Linked DNA regions of Triticum aestivum: region 2 is linked to region 1. The links are chromatin contacts, called in public Hi-C maps. All regions are on one chromosome and are shown on one strand. Each heading gives the region's core, a stretch centred on a gene start, on an enhancer-like site or on the middle of the called end of the contact. The rest is flanking DNA. Distances are from core to core; before and after follow the strand shown. Region 1 holds the start of LOC123188087 (glutamyl-tRNA reductase-binding protein, chloroplastic). Region 2 has its middle 47 kb from the start of LOC123191601.

Region 1 (6,702 bases), core at 2,564-5,063:
CAAGACTTGCATAGGCTCTGTGTGATGTGCACCTTTTTTATCTAATGTTTGGGACAAAAAGTAGGAATCATATCCTTAAACTAAAACATTCGTCTCTTCACACTAAATATATCACGGTGACCGAGCACATATCGCCATACAATAACTAAAATACTAGTTATTTAGTCACAGAAAGAAACTTAAGTATGAAATGAACAGAAGATAAATAATATAACTGTCTCGCAAACTAATACAGCTACGACTTGTTTTCTAGTATATCTTGCAGAGTTGCAATCATGACCAAACACCACTTAAGTAAGCTTTATATTGTACTTGCCTTAACAGAGGTTGAGTGTTGCACGATGAGCTTTGTATCATCAGCATGATCCTTGTTCATGTGGCCCTGTGGGATACATGCAGCTTACTTGAGCATAAATATGCCAATTGAAGATCAATAGATTTAGTGTGGAGTCAAGCAAATATAAAACGTACTGCAATAGGAGTGGAGAACTGAGATATAGGATCCACTTTTGCTTCCTTGAACTCAGCTGCACTAAACTCTGAGGATGTGGAGAACAGAGTAGTATCTCAAGGACCATCAAACCAAATCATATTGCATTTCATACAGAATTTGACCTTTAGGTCACACAAAAACCTAACTATAGGAGCACAAGTGCAAGGCACTGAATGTGCAAGTCTTACGATTGGGCCTGGTTTTCACTATAAAAAACTAACTATAGGAACACTCAAACCTCTGTTATAGAAAATTTCATTGTTAAATTCGGATGAAACATTGAGTGAAAAAGGAGGAGACTGACGTAAGACGAGAGGCTACTAGTTTTATTTTTATATAGCTTCCTCGGTTTCTGTTTTCTTACTCAGGATATTCCTTTTCATGGTTCTCATATTGCAACTCACGATTTTCGCAAGAGTGCTACAGGAACATTACATAGTAACTCAAAAACAAATTAAAAGTCGAGTAGAACCTTGAACTTCTGGTCAGAAAGGCTATGCAGGCTTCTTACTATGAGCAGTTTTAACTAGGGCATTCAAAAGACGGGTCACAAACCTCCAGAGCCAAGGATAGCTGTTGCAACCCCAGATACGTAACGTACAGCTTTTGGTTTGATGTGCAGAAAACGGAAGTCACCAAAGTCAACCTTGATTTGGCAAATTTCCATCAGAAATTAGTACGATATTATACAGTTACTTTAGAAACAGTATAATGTTCAATAAACATACCCAAAAGGCCTCAGGGTGTCTCCGTAAATATGCAGTTCTCACTGCATCTTTTTCTTCATCAGGAACCTTTGGAACAGAACCAATACGAAGTGAGCCAACACATAATTATCAGGTAACATATACTGTATGCTTTAATAAATATCAAGTTAAGAAATTTATCAGGACATAAGCACACTAATATATGGGGCAAGTGATAGGAGGGAATTACAGGTGTAGCATCGCCGTATACAGTGATTACAGTATCTGTTCTGTCCTCTGGGTCTTTGGCAACCAAAAGTGAGCATTTAGTACTTCCTGCAAGATTCTGCAAAATGGTGGCAACAAAAGACATAACTATCAGAAGCTATTGTGAATTTAGTAGATTATAGACCAGCACCCTATTCTTTTCATAGAACACTGTCCATGCCTTTTATATTTTTCATGTCTGTCCATTTTGTTTTTTATGTCCGTGTTTATGTGTCAGTACTCCTGCTATTGTCAGTGTTATCATGTGTGTTTGAGTTAAGTCACTAAATGCATAGGGTCATGCGTGTAGAACGGTGTCGACAGGTAGTATTACATGTATACATAATCATGAGAGCACAATACTGGCATACCTTTGAGTGAACTGCTAAACTACTCACTGCTAATATGGGGGAACCATCTTGATCGCACGCAAAATCAACCATTGAACCAGATGGATAACCCACATGTTCCTGTTAACAGAATGACATGTTATAATTTTCTTTTCCTGTAATCAACCAATTGGCAATAGAAGGAGATAGAAGAAAAATATAATTTGCCTTTGCCATTCACAAAGCAGAAAAGGCACACACTGGAAGGTGACAATCCCAGCCAGTATGGCATGGTAAAAAGCTACATATCACGATGTACTCCCTCCGTAAAGAAATATAAGAGTGTTTAGATCACTAAAATAGTGATCTAAACGCTCTTATATTTGTTTACGGAGGGAGTACTAAATATCTGACAGGTACCTTGCCAAGCACATGCCACATTTCAGCGAGAAGTGAAAAGTGGAGTTATCAAGCAGGTTTAAGCAAAAAAGTTAAGTTTGAATAATCAAGAGAAGCTGTTAATGGAAAAAATATCAGGCCCGCCCTTTACATATCCACATGGCAATCAGTACTCACCAGTTTCAATAGAATTCTAAAAAAGACGACACAGGAAAAGACTGGCAAATGCATGCTCACTAGACTGCAAATACAAGAATGCTTCTAGCATACCTGAGAATGGGTAGCCAGAACACCTCTGACACTTTGGTCCAGAATGGTTCGTATTTCTTCAACAGGAGGAAGCCGGGCAGCTTTTACCTATAATCATGATGATGTTGAGTGAATAAGAAAGACCTTGAGATGGCAAAAGATTAAAACCTACAATGTTTAGAGTTCCTCTTAATTAAAATCCAAGACAACTTTGTAACTTGTTAGTTAAGGTATTTGTTCAGAGCTGTCATAAATGTTGCATGTACTTGTTCCACAGGCTGATCATTCAAATATCTAATAGGAACAGAAAATGGCATATTTTGCAAAGTTGATCCGGTTGATGGTGGTTAGATAAAAAAAACTCCCACGATATTGGAATATGTTGACTATCGTGGAGGAAAACTCTGCATGTCGTTGTTAATTGTTGATGATGAACGTCATACTAATTGTTGAAGAAAATCACTACCAGGGAACAATTTTAAGCCCATTTCACAGTAACCCTCCTGGTAATTAATCCGTCCCCATAAACACGTACCAAGCACATGGTTCTGAAAAGAAAAGCACCGACTACCTCATGGTAAACGTTCGCCAGCTAAGGGGGTCCATAAGTTTAAGCCTATTCCAGACTACTGTTTAATCCTCCTGATAATCTATCAGACTCCTTAACATATACTCAACACATGCTTCTGAAAGTGAAATTCCCCATGATACTGAGCAGAGCACCCAATTTTTCGTGTTCAAAGTTGTACAGCTATCGCGTCCTCAGATTATCACATAGTAAAGAGTACTACATGATCACTAAGCAGGGCCAAGGCCAAGGGCCGCACCTGGTGAGCGCGGATCACCTCGAAGGCGTCCGCGGATCCTCCGGGGGCATCGGCAGGCGCGGCCATCTGCAAGACAAACAGAACGGCGGGGCGCCATCAGCCAAATCCACAATCACCGCAGGGGAGGCATTCCATCGAACACTTGGGGTCCGGGACTATTCTCAAACAGGTAGAATTCGGCGGGGCGGAGAGGCCAGGCAGACCTGAGAGGGCGAGGAGGAGGCGAGGAAGCGATCGCCGCGGCGGCCACTGCTGCGGCGGGGAGGGTGGAGGAGGGGCGACGAGGAGGAGGTGGGGGCGGGGATGGCGTGAGCATGGCGGTTTTGTAGGTGGAGTGGGCGGAGCAGTCGCGAGAGCGTTGACGGCGAGGGGAGCGACGCGAGCTGGGCGCCCACCGGCGTGGGCAGGAAGGGCCTCATTGCGTGCACGCCTTGGTGTGTGTGGGTCTGGGTTGTGTGTGTGCGCGCGGAGCGGGGCGCCTCGCTGGCCGCTTGGTCGTCGCTCGGCACGGCGCACACGCGAGCGTGGGGAAGAAGAGCACTCCGGCCCGGCGAATGCTTCCCAGATGGGCCGGCTGAGTGGACATGGGGAGCCCCTGTTCCACGCCGTCACTCGGCGGAAAGCGAGCAATCGTCAAAATCACTAGTCAGAGGAATTCTCTGCAAGGTTCACTCTCATCTTTTTTTCATGGTGACAACTTGCATACTGCATGTGTGACATTTGTCGCAACCTGAATTTTCTTTATTCGTTCGATTTCTCAAAATGTTTTATGTCTAAAACTGTGCTTCCAAACACCAACCGGTTTCACCGTTGCATTTCGCAGAACGAAATCTTCGAAAATAGATCCATATTAACGGGTTAGAAAAAACAAAAAACCAGAAAAGCCATAAATTTTAAAAATGAAAAACAAAAAAACGAAAACCAAAATCTAGAAAAAAAAGGAAAACCAAAAACTGGAAAAATAATCGCAAGAAAGTAAAAAATATATTCACGAAAACCTAGGAGAACCCAAACAAAACCCAAAAACTCAAAAAATCAGAACAAAAACACGAAAAAGACTAAAAAATGCGTGCAAAAAAATATGTTCCATAGGTACACCCATCACGTGACATGTGCGGCCGCTAAGCGCTGGCGCATGCCAGTGGTGTATCCCTTAAAGACGTACCCGTTAAGAGCATTACTAGTAGAGCCCTTAAACCCTCAAACCCCTAAAAATAACTGCTTATTTACAGGTTTGATTGAAAAAAAGCCGTAGACTAGAACCCCTTAACCCTCAAACCCTCAAAAAAATTTAAAGGTCCAACTCTCAAACCCTCTCCCAATCCTCAAAAGTAAGGGTTGGGGAGTAAAACTTACCCTAACCCTCATTTGGCGGTTATACTCGCGCGGGAGGAAAAAATCCTCCCAACTCCCGCGCCCACGCCCGCGACCGCCGCTGCTAGTCGCCCCCGTTGACGGCGGCCGCCCCGTCGACCTCCCGCGCGCAACGACAACGTCGTTCATGGGGAATATTCCGTTATAAGGGTTGGGTTTGAGGGTTCTAATCTTTGCCCCTATTTTTCAACCCGTAAAAGTGCAAAAAAGATCATTTTTGGACCCTTAAAACGCTAGTGAGGGTTTGAGGGTTCTACTAGTAATGCTCTAACTACTTGGTCCCAGCAATGCCAGTTAGCGTACCGGCTTCGAACTCGGTACCTCTGCTATCGAAGAGAAAGGCACTAACCACCCGGCTATTCCACCCATTATGAAATAAACGAATTTTTCTTCTTTTTTTCTTTCTTTAGTTTGTGGCGTTTTTTCCTTGACGTTTTCATTCAGTTTTTCTTTTTTCTTTTCCCTTTTCCAGTTTTCTTCAATGGGAAGATTCTTTTAAAAATTCATTAACTTTTTCTTCAAATCGATAAATCTTTTTCCAAAATCCATGAACATTCACTCAAATTCGTTAACTTTTTTCCAAATAACCATTTTTAAAAAACTATTATTTTTAAATTTGATGAACTCTTTTCAAATTTATGGTTTTTTTTTCAAATTCAATGAACTTTTTCCAAATCGATGAACTTTTTTTGAATTTGATGAATGTTTTTCAAATTTGATAAACTTTTAAAAAAACTGATGAACTTTTTTCAATTTTTTGTGAACTTCACTTAAAAATTGAGGAACTTTTCAAGTAATTTTCAAATTTAAGTTAATGTTTTATTGAAATCAAGGTTAACTACATTGTTTTCTGTAATTAGATTGGAAAGCAAGTTTGTCCTGTGGTTTATTGTGTTAGGCTGCAGACGTGAGGTGCTGAGTTCAAATCCAAAATCTCCCTTATATTCTTATTTCGGTTTTCCTTTTTGAGCAGGTGTTAAGCCGACCCGCTATGCCTCGCTAGCGAGCGCCCATAGCATCAATCGGTGCCCGATTACGAGGGAAATCCTATTTGACGCTTAATGCGTCAAACTGTCGAGCATTTGCACAGGCGATCCCCCAACGCGAAAATTTGGCCGGCCCGCATCCCCATAGCAAGGCAGCCGGTTTTCGGAACCGTCCAGAAGGTTCACTGAACCGCTTTTTTGTTTTTAACCGGCTTTACGGTTTTCTTTTGTGTTTAGGTTTTTATTTTTTTTATTTTTCCTGTGTCATTTCTTTTTTCGGTTTTCCTTTTTTCTGTTTATTTTTTCATTTTTTGTTTCTTTTTCAAGTCCACATTTTATTTTTTGCCTTTTAAAAAATCGCAATTTTTTTAAACATATTCAGCAAATTTGTTGCTTTTTACAAAAAATGTTCAAAAAATCTAAATTTGATTGATGTTATAAAAAATTGTTCATAATTTTCAAAAAGTTCAGAATTATGAAATTTTTTTCATGTTTTCTTTAAAGTTTGAAGTTACCAAATTTTGTTCATGTTTTCCAAATATGGTTTTCATTTCAAAAATTGTTCATGTTTCCAAAAATGTTCAGAGTTTCAAAATTTGTTCAGGTTTTCAAACAATTTTTGTAATTTTTTTCTTCTCATTTTTCATAAAAATCCCGTTTCATAAAATGTTTGAAAATTCCAAATTTAGGTCCTGTTCGGAGTCACTCCAGTTCCTAAAAATACGAGGAGCTGCAGGGCATCCGTTTCCCAGCTCTGTGCTTTTTAACTACAGCTCTGGGAGCGGAGTGGTGGAGTGACGGATCACCAAACAGGGTCTTATTTCACTTTGACAAAAATTGTTTGCATTTTTCGAAGTATTCAGAATTTTGAAATTTCTTCATGTTTTCAAAATGAGTCAAAGTTTCAAAATTTTGTTCATGCTTGTCAAAAAAATGTTCACCATTTCAAAGTTTGTTCGTGTTTTATTAAAAGTTGAGAGTTTAAAATTTTGTCCATGTTTTCTAAACAAGTCAATTCTTGAAAATTTCAAAATGTGTTCCAATTTGTTAAGATTGTTCATGTTTTCTAAATTTTGCTTATAATGTTGAAGA
Region 2 (6,702 bases), core at 1,130-3,629, 180 kb after region 1:
ATCTTGAGTATCTGGTACTTGAATTATTGATTTGATCTCATCACTCTAAATTAATTTGACGGGTGTTAATGGCTATTTTAATTGGGATTGAGTTGGAGGAACCTGCTCAATGATGTTTCAACTACCTTGATAGTTAAATAAAACATATTCCTTTGTTGTAGGAAAAAAATGGATTTTTGCAAAACAATATAACCATAGAGCCTCCACCAGCCATAAATGCATGTAGTGATAGCATTTATCCATTCATTGCTCTACTATGTTATATTGCCAGCATATTCCATGTGCTGACTCATTTCCGGCTGCAACATATCATGTTGCAGACTTTTCAGACGACGAGTAAGGTGCTATAGGTCGTTTGTCGTGCACTCAGCTATGCCGTTGGAGTTGATGGACTCACTTTATCTTCCAAGCCTTCCGTTGTTATCTTACTTAGATGGCCTTAAGCCTTATTTACTGTAATAAGTTCTCTTTTGAGACATTTGATGTAATAGGTGTGTGGTTGCTACTATGTTATAAATCCTTCAAGTACTGTGTGTGTCAGCATTACCGATCCAGGGATGACACTTATGCATAGAGATTTGACCGTTCAGGTCGGATCGCTACAGAATGTCGAAGTCTACTTTCAAATTTCAGGAAGGTACTTGTTGAACATTGTAACAGGGAGTCAAACATGGTTGCTCATGAGATAGCTAGGTTTGGGAGGAGTAATCCACCGACTTTGTGGTTGGATACACCTCTAGCTTTAGTATTCCTTTGTTAGCAAATGATGTAAGTTTGATTTGAGTTAATAAAGCTAGCCATGAAGGCTTTCCCATAAAAAAAGTCTCTCAACATTACTAACATAATTGAATCATATTATAATCCCTCAAGGTGCGGCAAAGAATCACTTCAAAGTCTCTATTCCTATCGAAGAAAGTAGGATGAAATCACGTAGGTAGTAAACCACCTCAAAATTGTGTTTCGAATTAATCTATTGAACCACCCCCAAAGTGTCGCACATAGTTCTCTTCTTTGCCACCTAAATTAACTCTTATGATACGTATCAATCATATGATACATATCAATCAACTCTTATGTCACCTAAATTACGCCAATGTCACCACGGGAATCCATGAGTTAGACATGCACCAAGTGATCTCAAATCCAAAATATTCAATCCAACATAAAACTTCAAAGAGCAAGACTCAATTCACCACAAAAAGAGATAGAGGAGAAAAACATCATAAGATCCAATTATATTGATAAAAATCATGATACATGAAGATCATGCGAAATCAAGAACACGAGAGAGAGAGAGAGAGAGAGAGAGAGAGATCAAACACATAGTTACGGGTACAAACCCTCGGCCCCGAGGATGAACTACTCAGGCATCGCCATGGAGGCACAACAAGGATGATGAATATGGCCTCCGTGATGGCTTCTCCCTTCGGCAGGGCGTCGGAAAAAGGCTCAAGATGAACTCACTTTGGTACAGAGGCTTGCGGCGGCGGAGGAGAAGTTCTATGTTACTTTACGGGGGTTTCTGTATTTATAGGATTTTTTGCGTTGGATTCACACCGGATGGAGTACCGAGGGCCCACAAGCTTGGTCGACATGCCCTAGGGGGCGCCCCCTGAGCTTGTGTCCCCCCGGGCACCTTCCGGCTCCCCCTCCCCCCGAAATTTTCTGGGTCTCTTTCATTCCAAAAAATCATCGTAATTTTTTTATTGTGTTTGGACTTTGTTTGGTATGTTTTTTTCGCGAAACAAAAAATATGCAAAAAAAACAGTAACTGACACTGAACGCTGGATTAATATGTTAGTCCATAAAAACATTATAAAAATGCACTAAAACCATATAAAACTCATGTAAATATGTTAGGCGAAAACCTAATTCGAGAGATAATAATACTTGGACCGGTCCGCATTTTACTCAAAAGCCATTTAATAAGGCGTACACGACCAAAGTCTTCGCCTCTAGGCTCTCCGTGTTTATAACTGGTACTTCTTGTTACTGGCACGTCAATACTAACTTTTATGACGACATGCAAATGTGAAGTGCGTGCTCGTTGGTGCTCCACGGCCTCCAAGTCGCTGATGTTATTGGAAAATAGACGTGCCAACCATACTTATCATGGAGTAAGTAGAAATTCCCCCCTCAAGTCATCCAAGAACACGCATCCAATTCAAGGAAGAAACCCGGAAGCGCGGCGCGCACGTCGATGAACGCCGAGCCAACACACACACACACACGGAGACCCGGAGACGCGCTCCAACGGGCGCGGTCAGAGAGGATCCCGGCGGCAACGGTAACGGACGCCAGCTCAACCGGCCACCAAACGCGGCACGCCCGGACGGAACCCAACCCAACCCAACAGACGGCCAGCCGTACCCCTCTCCCCTTCCTCCCACAACCCTACGCGACCTCCCCGCCCCGCCGCTATATAAGCCGCACCCCCGCCCTCCTCTCCCTCCCACCTCCCAAGCCGCCACTCTCAAGCCCTCTCCCTCATCCGCGTGCAGCATCTCTCTAGCTCCCCCCTAGAGAGATCTCACAGCCGAATAAGCAGCAGCAGCGAGAGACCCCCTCCGGCCTCCTCCTCCCAGCACCAGGAACCACCAAGTCAAGTCGCCAATGGCCGGTCTCAGGATGAAGCTCGTCGCCGTCGCCGCCATGGCCGCCGCGCTCGTGGCCTCCGCGGCCGCCGCCGAGGCCCCGGCCCCGGCGCCCGCCTCCGACGCCGCGGCCGCCGTGCCCCTCGCCGCGGCCTCATTCGCCGCCGCCGCCTTCGGATACCTCTTCTGCTAAATCCGTCGTCGACTCTCCGTAGCGTGGCGTGTGACCCTTCTTGGTCTTGTCCTTCTTGGTTTATTGTTCTTGGTGTGTGTGCGTGTGTTCGTGCCGGGGTGTGAGGTGTGGGCGCGTGCGTGCGTGTATGTATGGGTCGCGGTGGTGTGGGAGGTGTCGAGTACGTGCGTGCGCCGGCGTGCCATTCTTTGTGTTGGTGATCATGTACTTACTCTCTTGTTCTTGCTATGAATGAGACCATTTATTTGATTCTTTCTCTCCAGCTTAAACACCAAGTCTTGACTGTTCTGATGCATGCATGCTGTTGAGATGATGAATCTTTGCGTTTCGCATCACCAAATGTTCCTTCAGGAAATTTCGTGCTAAAAAACCTCAGTATACAAATGAAACTAAAGTACCAAATTAACTCTGTTCAACGTCAAATTTGCCATATGAAGATCGATTTGATGCACGCTCCGCATTTGCGACCGGCAAAACATCAATTATTCAAACACGGAACTGCTGGCTTCTGTGTCGTACGAAGAGGTGAAAAATGAATTAAGATCTTCGAGCAATGCAATTTGGAAACCAAATAGGCCTCTTCTGTTTTCTGAAGAACAGTCTCGGGGATTTTTCTCATTTTTTGTGTGGTACGTACATGTACTACTTGGAAGGTTTGTTTGGAGACGCCAGGTTGTTAATTGGGTGAGCGATCCGAAGGGTGGAATGATTGGACCATGTGGCCGCCATGTGCAGCTGCTCAGCATCGGTCCACAGCTGAGTTGTCGAGGTAGGGCAACCGTACCAACTGTATCATTTTCTGCGACGACGCACCAACGGTATCATGCAAACGGTAAGATGGTGAATTGAACTCCGAACCGTGCGTTTCGCTGAGTTACAGCGCAGTTGAACCGTTCGTGTGTTTGTTGTCAAAAAATTTGCGCTTAGTGTTTGCCCAGGAAGAATAATGGCCTGAGCGTCTAAGTTCATTTTTTTTTGTCTGTATAAGTTCATTTTTGGGAGGAAAGGGAGGGCGACAGGCGTCAGGCTGGAAAACTGTAAGCCCGGCCCGATTGTAAACATGAAACTGGACGACGCCCATGTTGAAAATTGTGGGCTATGCGGTCTACCCTTTAATTCCTCTGCCTTTTTCGTGGTGCCGCTCACAATGCATATTGAGGTTAAAGGGTAGGGACCTATTTATAGACTCCACTTCTAGACGTTTTATTATTCCACCTGTTTCCGGAAAGATCCGTACAACTCCTAGGCAATGTTACCAACCACGATAAAACATGCCGGTTTTCCGAGTCTAAATATATTAGTCATTAGCACACATGTGTGAGTCATGTGCATGATTAGATTGTATATGTGAGATCAACTTCCAATCTTAAGCATGTGGGTCAACAGCCTGCAGAGCCGATCCTGCAAAACAAACCCAGCTCTTCCACCCTGTGATGTCCCAGGAAAATACATACGTACATATAAATTCCAGTAGAGTCGATCCCTATTAATTCCTCTATTGTATTCCATCACAGTCGTCCTCGGCACCTCGAGTTTTACTTCCTCGAGTGAAATTCCGCATCAGTTATTCCCCGTCACAAATATTAATAATATGAATAATTCCAAGTTGATTTAAATAAATAATAGTCATGTTGAATAAATGTTGAAAGCCACATAATTATCCAACATCTCTCACTTGGCTGAAACATATTTAATCAATAAATGAAGTTCCATGTGTAAACATGTGTTGAAAACAATTCCTGACTATAGTCAGTGAATCTGCACCATATTAGAATTATTATACAAATAAATGAAATATACGTACCTGAGTTTAATCATTCCACACCTAGTGTATACAATGCTAACTTCCTCAATGTATTTACTTTTAACCAAAAACTCAAGAATAGTTGACAGGTTGTGATGCACATTCCACAATCTCATATGATGTGTGAGATTCCCTTAGCCACACATATTTCCTTACATTACTTGAATGCACCAATAAATTCCGGTAGCTAAGGTTCATAGTATAAAAAAAATTAATACAAATTCCAATACCATTAAGTATCCCAATTTTCCTCAGGAGTTCAAACATAATTCCTCACTAAGTATGATTCCCCTTATCAAGGTATTTTAAGAGGTTTGCAATTTCCCATGAAAAATGTATCGCTACACTTACTATGTATTTCCACTCCCAAAAAAGGAAGTCTCAAACATGCCTTTCATTTGAAAGTTACAAGATAACCAAGCTTTCACTTCCATCAATGTAATATTATCATTAACGTATATAATAGTAATGCAAAATATTTTACACTTACGTTTGTAGATGGTCGTTTTTCTTCCTCTAGAAAACCATGTGACCTGCTATTCCATTGGTGTGAAGCTTGTTATAAGACAATCATTAATAGCAAACCATGTATTTATTTCCTCTTTCCCTAAATTCCAGAGAAAAAGTTTCCACAAGAAATATATATATTCCTTTGTGTAAATAATTGAATAACAAGAGTGGCATTATAATATTCCATTGAACCTAATTCCTTGTAAAACAAAAAAAACTTACGAACAATGGGCCTGCGGTTCTTTGGTGAGATAATAAATTCCCAAACTTTATTATTCCTTATCGAGTTCATTCCTTCCCACATTTCTTCCACCCATAACTTGTGTTCATGGAATATTTAAACCTAGACTTTGGTTATTCCTCTAAAAATTTAGAGTGGCTTCCCCAAACAACAGACAAAAATCTAAACATGATATTCCATGTTATTTCCTCGCACTTATCCTAAGCATGTTAGTGTCAGGAGTTTCACTTGTAGTTTCCTTTGGACCAAGAATATACTCTAGTATGATTGCCAATAATTCCACCATTTTCCATAAAAATATTGTGCTCCCACTTTCCACCAGTTTTCCTTTTCCAGATCAAAAACATTCTGTTGATCCACTAGAATAAGAATTAACAAATTCCTGATGTGTGCTTTGTAGTAATTGAGAATTTCCTTCCAAAATAAAATACTTCCTTCCAGTCTACAAACCATAACAAGTGACTGTGCTAGATGAAAAAAGTTATATACGTAATATGTAATGCTTCTTCCAAAGGAAAAAAAACAATGGAGCATCAAAGATATTCGATTCCTCCACTCAATTGTGAAGCATATGGGAGTATTAAAGATATTCAGTTCCTCCTATCATGTGAAGTATACAATATATTACAATGGTGAATGAAGTTCCATGCTCTTATTCAGTCGTTATATTCCTGAAGTGTACTACCCCCACCAACCAGTAGTTAAAACTTTGAAATCTTTTAATCAACTGATTTTCCACTTCAGTACAACATGTTAACATCACAATAAAACCTTCCGACTTGTATAATGAAAGGTAAACATATAACCATATAAAGTGCAATCATCGATGAGTGAAAAGAAATAAACAATCTGACCTCGAGTGGGAGTGTCCAAAAGAAAATACCATAAGTATACATAAAGAATGACGTGAAGCTTTTTATCTCCTTCCACCTTAAGAAAAGGCGTGCAAGTTAAATACCCGTTACATATGTGCTTCAGAAAACCAAATTCCTCCCACTAAAGTTTTGAATTCCAGAATTAGTAAGCCACTTGACGGTTCCATGATATGTGACCAAGTCGTCCCATGACAAAAATAATAAATTTCAAGCATGTGTTCCCAATATCAGCATTCCTTAGTATGGAGATATCTTCCCCAAATAAAAATTGGGTTGCTAACTTCCAATGGACCATCAAGAAAGAATAGACCATTGTGTGAAATTCCATAATGCACTGATTTTATCATTGAGCAATATTTCTAGTCATCATTTTCCAAATAGTATTTCATAAACAATGGGTTCCAAAATAGAAGCATAAATTAAATCCCTTCACAATGAAGTTGCATATAGAGTGTCGTATAACAATGATACTTTTCCTCCACCAA

Evidence for each region. A called contact is a pair of places that touch in the nucleus more often than the background predicts.
Region 2: a contact with region 1 is called in a Hi-C map of leaf, with 6 times the contacts expected there. The contact joins the enhancer-like site here to the promoter of LOC123188087 in region 1. A contact is called at or near these places in 2 of 5 Hi-C or Micro-C datasets (both in leaf).

The regions. Positions count from the first base shown.
Region 1 is chr2A:149,846,992-149,853,693 of IWGSC CS RefSeq v2.1, forward strand. LOC123188087 (glutamyl-tRNA reductase-binding protein, chloroplastic) reads right to left here and starts at 3,814. Exons shown (of 12, transcript XM_044600123.1): 1 at 3,454-3,814; 2 at 3,251-3,316; 3 at 2,445-2,531; 4 at 1,818-1,916; 5 at 1,430-1,525; 6 at 1,222-1,287; 7 at 1,049-1,139; 8 at 472-539; 9 at 317-382. The coding sequence starts at 3,669.
Region 2 is chr2A:150,027,527-150,034,228 of IWGSC CS RefSeq v2.1, forward strand. No RefSeq gene overlaps it. Among protein-coding and RNA genes, the nearest start is that of LOC123191601, 47 kb to the right of the region's middle. Within about 2 kb of position 2,380, at least 8 of the 8 cell types and tissues checked have an H3K27ac peak or open chromatin away from gene starts, as enhancers often do. A contact at or near this core is called in leaf, where this site is marked.